Regions from separate parts of the Danio rerio genome. Here all the other regions are linked to region 1. Evidence: chromatin contacts called from public Hi-C and HiCAR-type data. All regions are on one chromosome and are shown on one strand. The core of a region is the stretch at or near the end of the contact, and the rest is flanking DNA. Distances in the headings are between cores, read along the strand shown. Region 1 holds the start of rtn3 (reticulon 3). Region 2 holds the start of mta2 (metastasis associated 1 family, member 2). Region 3 overlaps mta2 (metastasis associated 1 family, member 2).

What was found. A called contact is a pair of places that touch in the nucleus more often than the background predicts. HiCAR-type assays count read pairs that join an accessible place to other places.
Region 2: a contact with region 1 is called in a HiCAR-type map of caudal fin, with 5 times the contacts expected there. The contact joins the promoter of mta2 here to the promoter of rtn3 in region 1. A contact is called at or near these places in 3 of 18 Hi-C or Micro-C datasets (caudal fin, embryo and an unstated tissue) and 1 of 4 datasets of contacts at active chromatin or transcription factors (caudal fin).
Region 3: a Hi-C map of hematopoietic stem cells shows a contact between it and region 1, with 2.4 times the contacts expected there. The contact joins the enhancer-like site here to the promoter of rtn3 in region 1. A contact is called at or near these places in 2 of 18 Hi-C or Micro-C datasets (hematopoietic stem cells and an unstated tissue) and 2 of 4 datasets of contacts at active chromatin or transcription factors (caudal fin and gastrula embryo).

Annotation. Positions count from the first base shown.
Region 1 is chr7:17,687,068-17,689,959 of GRCz12tu, forward strand. rtn3 (reticulon 3) reads left to right here and starts at 1,535. Exons shown (of 7, transcript NM_201072.2): 1 at 1,535-1,796. The coding sequence starts at 1,703.
Region 2 is chr7:17,876,608-17,879,307 of GRCz12tu, forward strand. mta2 (metastasis associated 1 family, member 2) reads left to right here and starts at 1,351. Exons shown (of 18, transcript NM_214695.1): 1 at 1,351-1,730. The coding sequence starts at 1,703.
Region 3 is chr7:17,897,240-17,900,076 of GRCz12tu, forward strand. It overlaps mta2 (metastasis associated 1 family, member 2), which reads left to right. Exons shown (of 18, transcript NM_214695.1): 4 at 1,812-1,929; 5 at 2,033-2,096. Among named protein-coding and RNA genes, the nearest start is that of cth1, 20 kb to the right of the region's middle. Within about 2 kb of position 1,377, at least 57 of the 62 cell types and tissues checked have an H3K27ac peak or open chromatin away from gene starts, as enhancers often do. A contact at or near this core is called in caudal fin, gastrula embryo and hematopoietic stem cells, where this site is marked.

The sequences.
Region 1 (2,892 bases), core at 285-2,784:
TAATTATAGATGATTGAGTCAGGATTACATATACTGTCTTAATTTGTTAACATAAAAAAAAAGTACATCAGCTTCGTCAACTGTTATTAGTCTTCATTGATAATGTTTTCAAAGTTTTAAAGGGCACTTATTTTACCCCTTTTTTAAGATTTATGATAAGCCTTTCGTGTCTCCAGAATATGTCTGTAAAGTTTCAGCTCAAACCCAGCAAACACATAACGCTCCCTGAATGTTTCTAGAACGTCCTGGGAACGTCCCTGCAACAAACATGATGTTAATTGCTTAAAAAATGGCCTTGACATTCTTTTTGTACAACCAAAAGGAAAACCAATTGCTAACAGTCAGATACAGTGCTCAGCATATATAAGTACACCCCTCTTAAATCTCTCTTTTAAATTCATATTTTTAATAGGAAGCAGTACAATATTATATTTGTGCATATGCATTACATTAGTCGGTTCTAAAGCCAAATCTGGAGCTTATCTAACAAAATAACTTACGATAACGGCCCTAAAACTAGTACAACCAAATGTATATGTTATAGAAAAATATTAAATACAAATTTAAAAAGAGGAAAAATTAAGAGAAGCAAAATTTTTTTACATTTAATAGAAATTTTGTAGGTTGTAATTTTTTTTGCAATATTTTGCTTAAATTTAATTGTATTATCTTTCAATTTCTAAATATATTTGGTGACTAAAATATTATTTTAATAATTATATCTGTTTAATAAATCTGTTTTGTTTAAATGCACCAAAATACAATGCCTATACACTGAAAAATGGATAATCATGTTCATATTCATGGGGTGTATTCAATTATGCTGAGCACTGTAGTTCTGAAAATTAAGTAGGAGTATACCTCTACACTACAAAAAATGCAACATGTCGTAACTCTACATTGGGTCGTGGATGAATTTGTAAATGAAACCTTGCTAATTAAAAACTTGACTCCTTTATTTACAGTCTATAAACGCAACACTATGGTTAACCAAAAGGGGGCGCTGTTGCACATGAAATAAAATACAGATCCACCATTTACTGTCATGGTAAGAAATAAAGATCCAGGGCTAAAATGCGAAAAGCATTACATAATCACATCCCATACAGTTGCACAGTGTTTAGTGTATCATTTCTAAGTAGACGAGGATAGATTAGACATCAACCTAATCCAAAACAGTCCGCAGTTTTTAGGATTAACAACTGTCTGGATGGTCAAGATAGAGACTGTAGAATCAGATATTATTTACTTTGATAGAGCAAGCATAAAATAGTTTTAATTATACTTTAATACAAAAAACACAGTTTATAACACGTGATACTGTCGGAATGGGACAAGTCTTTAGTTGTAAATGAAATAATTAATTGAACGGAAGAAAATTGAAGAAAAGAAAAAGTCAGCCACAGTATCTTTATAGTTTTTATAGTTTAATGGCGTAGACTTTTATGCAAAACATCGACCTCTCACCCTATTATCTCTCTCTCTCTCTCTCTCTCTCTCTCATATGTACCCGCCCTATATGTGTTCCACCGCCCCCATCCACTGCAACATTCAGGCAGGTTCACCTAATGTGCTTGTGCAGGCTCGGTGACGCCGCTGCTGTACTGGGAAATACTCGGTGAATCGGGACCGCTCAGAGTTTCAATCCAAACCTCAATCGACACCTCTATACTACAGACCCTGTAGAGCTGCGCGACAAAAAATGGCAGACCCAATGACCCAATCTTCTCAGATTTCGTCGTCACAAGGCCTAAACGATGGACATTCTGCAGCGTCTAAAGACTCAAAGTTTTCCGGTAAGACAACGCAAACGACATGCAGCACTGCCGTTAAATTGGTTATGTTTGCTTCTAAATTTAGAACGTGTGTTCGTGGATATTCTAAAACGGAACTGGTGGAAATGCTTTTGGCAGGTCACTCTGACTAGAGCATTTTATGACAATACAAACCGACACACTGATTCAGATCGATTCGAATGAACTTGCATGCTTAAAATGGGTTGAGTCTAATATTGGGATACTCTCGTGTTATGTAATGGTGTTGGTCTGTTTATTTCTCACGTACACTTTCCATAACGCCTCCTCTTGGGCATTGTAGGAAGACTATATTGACATTTTGTAGGGATAAATATCATGGCGGATGTCAGACTCAGAATGAATGTGTTCTCATCCACAGCTTTGACCTAACGTTTATTTTTAGGAAAAGGCCAGGGAGAAATATGAGGACACATAATACCTCTTTGAACCCATGCTGAAATGGGCACATGTTGCGGCTCAGCTGATGATCTGCAGTGCAGATGCATCCGAAACTGGAGGACCGTGTAAATCAAGGGAAAACCTACATACACACACACCCATCTACATTACTACCGACGTGACAAGCTGGAATAATCAACAGAGCTGTCTAAAACCCTATTATAAATCGTTCTTTTGAGTTGAATCTTAAGATGAATTAATTAAATCATTTCAAGCAATCGTTTATTTATTGGAAAATGTAACAATTTTATTAGTGCATAATAACATTTTTGTTGTAAATAACTTTTTTGTAACTGTAATGGCTACAATATATTGAACTAAATACAAATTTAATTAAATGCTTCATTGATGAAACCATAATACGCCTGCGTGTGGCTGTAATGGATTTTGTATTGGAAAATTTTTTTTTGCATGCTAGGTGATTGATGCCAAAAGTCTTTAAAAAGACAGAAAAACTTTTAATATGGAACCAGATTGTATGTTTGGATAAGCATCCACAACCATTGGAAATCATGTTGATTTGTAAAGGAAACATTAGCTAGGTTTCCTTCTAAAAATGTGAATTAAACTGGAATATCGCATAAAAAATATTCAAATAAGGCATTATTTCCATCCAATGAATCAAAGCGAACAAAAT
Region 2 (2,700 bases), core at 101-2,600, 190 kb after region 1:
GGTCAGCAACAATACTAGGATAGGCTAGAGATGGTTGTGCGTGAACATCCCAGCAGTTTCTGAAATACTCAGATCAGCCTGTCTGGCACCAACAACCATGCAATGTGCAAAGTCACTTAAATCAGCTTTCTTCCCCATTCTGATGCTCACTTTGAACTGCAGCAGATCACCTTGACCCTGACTAAATGCATTGAGTTGCAGCCCCCCCCAAAAAAATTGGGTTAACGAGAAGTTGGACAGGTGTACCTAATAAAGTGGCCGGTGAGTGAACATTTCACAACAATTATGAACAAATAAAACAAAATAAAAATGAGATGATTTTATTAGCTACACAATCAAAGTATAAACAGATGCCAGGAGTAAAATAAATACAGTGCTTGGCATAATTGAGTACACCCCATTTTGAAAATGAAATGAATATGTTTATCCATTTCTCAGTGAATATAGGCAGTGTATTTCGGTGTGTTTATACAAAACAGATTTATTAGACAGATATGTTTATTAAAATAATATTTTAGTCACCAAATATATTTAGAAATTGAAAGATAATACAATTAAATTCAAGCTAAATATTGCAAATTTCCCAGAGATGGGTTGCGGCTGGAGGGGCAACCGCTGCGTAAAAACTTGCTGGATAAGTTGGCAGTTCATTCCGCTGTGGCGACCCCAGATTAATAAAGGGACTAAGCCGACATGAAAATGAATGAATGAATGAATATTCCAAAATAACTACAACCTACAAAACTTTTCAAAAAAATATAATGTTTTGCTTTGTCTGATTTTTCCTTTTTTTAAATGTGTATTTAATATTTTTCTATATCATATAAATTTGGTTGTACTAGTTTTTGGCCGTTAATGTAAATTATTTTGTGAGGTAAGCTCCAGATTTAGCTTTAGTACAGACTAATCTAATGTATATCCACAAATATAATATTGTAAGCTTTCTATTAAAATCATATATGTAAAAGATAGTTTTGTGAGGGGTGCACTTATATATGCTAAGCTCTGTAGATGGGTAGGATAATAAAAAACAAAATATTTATTTAATCAAATTAAATTTGCATAATGCTTCAAATGTATTTTTTTTTAGCTTATCTGTTTTTAATGTTACACAGTGTAGTGCCATACTGTTTAGTCTCCTTTGTAAAATGTTCACAGTTCGGCTTAGCTTCAGCCCATTTCTTGACTGAAATGTATATTTGCCAGGAGTTTTCCGAATTCGACGTGACGTTGCGAGCTTTCGAAAATGACGTTGCAGAGGGGGTGCGTGCCCGTGCGCGCGCCCGTATGTGTGTGTGTGTGTGTGAAACAGAGCGGAGGTGAAGAAGAGGAGGATGAAGCAGGGAGCGGAGGATGGGAGGAAGAGTGGAGTGAGTGAGAGAGAAAGAGAGAGACGGGCTGGCTATCAAGGGCTCGTGTCAAGTGTGAATGTCTGAGAGGGGCTTCGATGGGAGTTTTATCGCAGCGCCGAAACAAAGACGCGATCTTTTTTTACCATCCGGAGAAACATTGTAGCGGAAACTTTAAACTTTTACCCGCCAGAGCGGCAGCGCCGTGCCGGGTCCCGGCTTTGTCTCGCGACGGGGGGAAGTACGCCAGCACACGCGAGGATATAAAGAACCAGCACCACGTTCGGATACACATTTTGACTCCCACGAAGAGGGAATCTGCGATTATTGCGTTTGTTTAGGAGAGCGAGAGAATGGCGGCCAACATGTACCGAGTTGGAGGTGAGTATTATTGTTAAGGCTAACACTAGCAGCAGGCTCGCGGGGGTTAGCATTAGCATTAGCGCGAGCGGCTGTTTCCGCCTTAGTTACAATGAGCGGAATCCCGTTGCTAAGCAGGCTAGGCTAGTTTCGTTACGGCTGCATTCGGGATAACTCGAATTTAATTATTAATATATGTATTAAAGTTCACTTGTGAAGGTTTAAAAACTCGTGCTGACTCTTAAAGTCTTTCTTAACTCAGTAGTTTTGGTTTCTTTTTAATAATTAGCCGCCGCAAGCAAATGAGCTAATTATACAGAAAGCCTTGCGTTAGTTTAATCCATTATAGTGCTTTTTACTTACTTTTTCTAGAGTTATGTTGAAGTTTTTGTCGTGCACGTTTCCCAAACTCTGTCAATCTGTCAAACCTTTGACAACTGAATCATATGGGAGACTCGCCGCACTTTCAGTTTCGTCACCTGTTTGAAAGGAAGCAGTAAAATAATCCAAAATGTTTAGTTAAAGGTGTATTACACGCATGTTTACACTTGGTTAACCTAGAAATAGTGTTTAGTACTAAAAAAAGTCTCTTTTCTATTCTCATATATGCAGAAGGCGCGTATAATGTCCTATCCAGCTGAAGTTTTCTCCATCATACATGTTCACTTCTACTGTAGACTCTCCTACATATGCCTCTCATATGTCTTTTGTCTGTAAGATGCTGGTGATGATAATATGCGTTAACATCACTGACTGACTGACGGCTTGGTAACCATCTACATTACAGTGCCTTTACGTTCTTAAATCCGTGAATCGGCCGTAAATAGGTCACGGCAATCAGCCTGTGTTGCTTTAGCAGACGCCGCTGATTGCTTTATTGCAGTTGCAGATTGAACATGCAGCGAGTTCTGCAGGAAAGAACTCACTTATTACACGCTTGTCAAAATGTATTAGTGTTTACGACGCGAGACTGGGTTCAGACGAAGAAGAA
Region 3 (2,837 bases), core at 127-2,626, 210 kb after region 1:
CATCTATGGTCGTGAGGTTTGGGTCATGACTGAAAGGACAAGATAACGAATACCAGTGGCTGGCAGGGTGCACCATAAGAGAAAGGGTGAGGAGCTTGACATCCGTGAGAAACTCTGAGCAGTGGAGCTGTTCCTCCATTACATTGAAAAAATCTAGTTGAGGTGGCTTAAGCATCTGTTTCGGATGCCTACCTGCAGAGGTGTTCCGGGCTTATCCCATCAAGAGGAGACCCCAGGAAAGATTCAGGACGTGCTGGAGGGCATATGTCTCTGCTTACACAAGAACACCTTGGGATTCCCTAGAAGGAGCTGGAGGAATGCCTGGGGAGAAGGAAGTCTGGGGATCCCTGCTGAAGCTACAGCCTAACCTTGGTCTTTGCATCAATGGATGACAAAGTCCGGATGAGATGCACCCTCTGAAAAAACCACAGATGCTTTCCTCATTTTGTATTTGAAGTCTTGCCTTCTGTTTCTCTATCGACATTGGTAAATAAACGGTGTGATTTCCTGTTCATAATCTCGGCATTCGAATATGGCCAAATAGAGCCCGGTGATGTGCTCTCTTGCCATTTCTGAACACCATCACATCATGTGTAAGTGCAAGCACCTCACGTGATTGATTAAGGTGCTGTATCACCTGCATTTATTCAACTGTGTAAATTTTAAACACGTGATCTACTGAAGCTGTTGTAATTACAAAATGGGCAGTTCAGGTTTGAGTCAAGGAAGTCATTGACACTGGCAAGAGAAAGCCTTCAAATCCTTTGCGGTCATGCGAGGTCAATGTCTGCTTGGCTGCCCGTTTAATACTCAACATATCCTCCTCTTTATGTCGCGCCACCCGACAAGACCAACACTGTCCTGTTACACAAGATCAGGGCTTCCATTTAGATCACCTCCTCCCCTCTCTACCTTCTGCCCATCTTCCCCCTTTCCCTCCCTCCTGAATGGGCTCCTCTGTGCTTATCCTCAGCTGCCATCCGCCCTGTGCTCTCAGAACAAAAGAGCCTTCATTGGACCCACCGGGCCATGGTGCTCAAAGGGTTAACACTAGGTTAACGCATGTCTGGCTGGTGTCTTTGTCAAGGAGTGAAAGTGTTATTAAATGCATACATGAGTGTGCGTGCGCATGTATGAATGATCTGTCGTACGTGTGTCTTGAGTGCTGTCTGCTTGTGCATGTGTGAAAGAGAGCTTGTGGCATTTTTTTTAATGCGTACTTGTGCATGGGGGGGAGGTTGTTGCTCAATGGGGGGATGGGCGCCTCAGGTTTGTTGCACAGGGTTTCCCAGTAAAGCTGGCAGGGACGCATTGGCCAAGGGGAGAGAAAGGAGGGGGCAGGGCCACCGGGGTGGCAGGAGGGGTTAATGGAAAGGGGTGTGGTCTGAAGTCCCGCCCTCTTCATTGACAGGGTTTCCTTTGGCTCCGCGCAGGGGTGGAGTCTGGTCAGATCGTCTGATAAAGTCCTGCCAAGTCTACTCACCTCACACGAGCATCCATTTAAGAAAGAATCTCCATCGTCATTGCATATTCATGTTGAAGTCACAAGCAATGCATCAGAATGCAGTGGGTTTGAGTTGCATCATAATGGTTTACTTCCCTTATAAGTCAACAGACCCTAACGTAGGATATTCAATTTACTTGTATCTGAATGAGTGTGAAATTGATCGCAAGCGTTACTAATAACCTTAAGTGGTGTGTAAACTGTTAAGGTTTGGTCTCTGTGTGTGCGCTAAGATGAAGCTGGTTTGCATCAGAACTAATTGAGGCCATTAGCATCACTCTCTTATGTTTGGGTGCATGTATTTTAGGAGACTTTGAAGAGGAGTCCAAGCAGCCTTCAACATCAGAACAGCAGAAACACCAGCTCAAGCACAGAGAACTGTTCCTGTCTCGACAGTTTGAGTCTCTCCCGGCCACGCATATACGGTAAACACACTCACGCCGCTCAACATCTCTGGATTGGGTGACAAAATCCTATCAGAATCAAAAGTATTTATGCTAAGTTGTTTTTTTATTTTGTTTTTTACAGAGGAAAATGCAACGTCACACTTTTAAATGAGACTGATGTTTTAACTGGCTACCTAGAGAGAGAGGTAAGTGTTCTCCCAGAGTACAAGTGCACTCACCGTGCAGTTTTTCAAAGTGTTACAAAGCTGACAAAAGCCATAAAGAAAAAAAGGCGGCTTCTTGTAGAGTGTCAGAGAAACAAATGTTTTCATTCGTTGCAATTGGAAAATCTCGATTATTCCAGCAAATAGAGATTTCTTAGCTCTTCTAAAGTTAGACTATTGGTATTGAGTTCTCTGAAAACATGGAACCTTTTTGTCATTTAATGCAAAAACAACTCTATAATGCAGGGTCGTAAAATTTCTTAAATTCACTGAAATATAGTATTGTAGGTCTTGTATCATTTTAAACATGTCTTAGTTTTCCTCTGTCCAAGTAAAGCTTCTCAATTGGGCTGAAAATCATCTAATCAACAATCCATCTCAAGAAAACCTTTTTTTATGAGAATGTTTTTTATTGCAAAGAGATAAAATTTACAATAGCTGTTCAACGACAGCAATGTCTATAAATTAAATTCCCCTAATCAAGGAAAGAAAACCAAAAACAATTGCACAATTCCTCATGATAATAGCAGAGCAACATATCACTTTACTTTATGCATTATATTCAGAGGTAGCCAAAAAACGCATTCAACCGGATTGCTCTAATAGTGGGACCATACTGTACATGTGGTTAAATTTTCAATGGTCGCTAAACATCGCCTGCTCTTTGCCTACTGAACTCATTCATAACCCAGCAGCTAATGATTTAAACTTTGTTGCTGATAA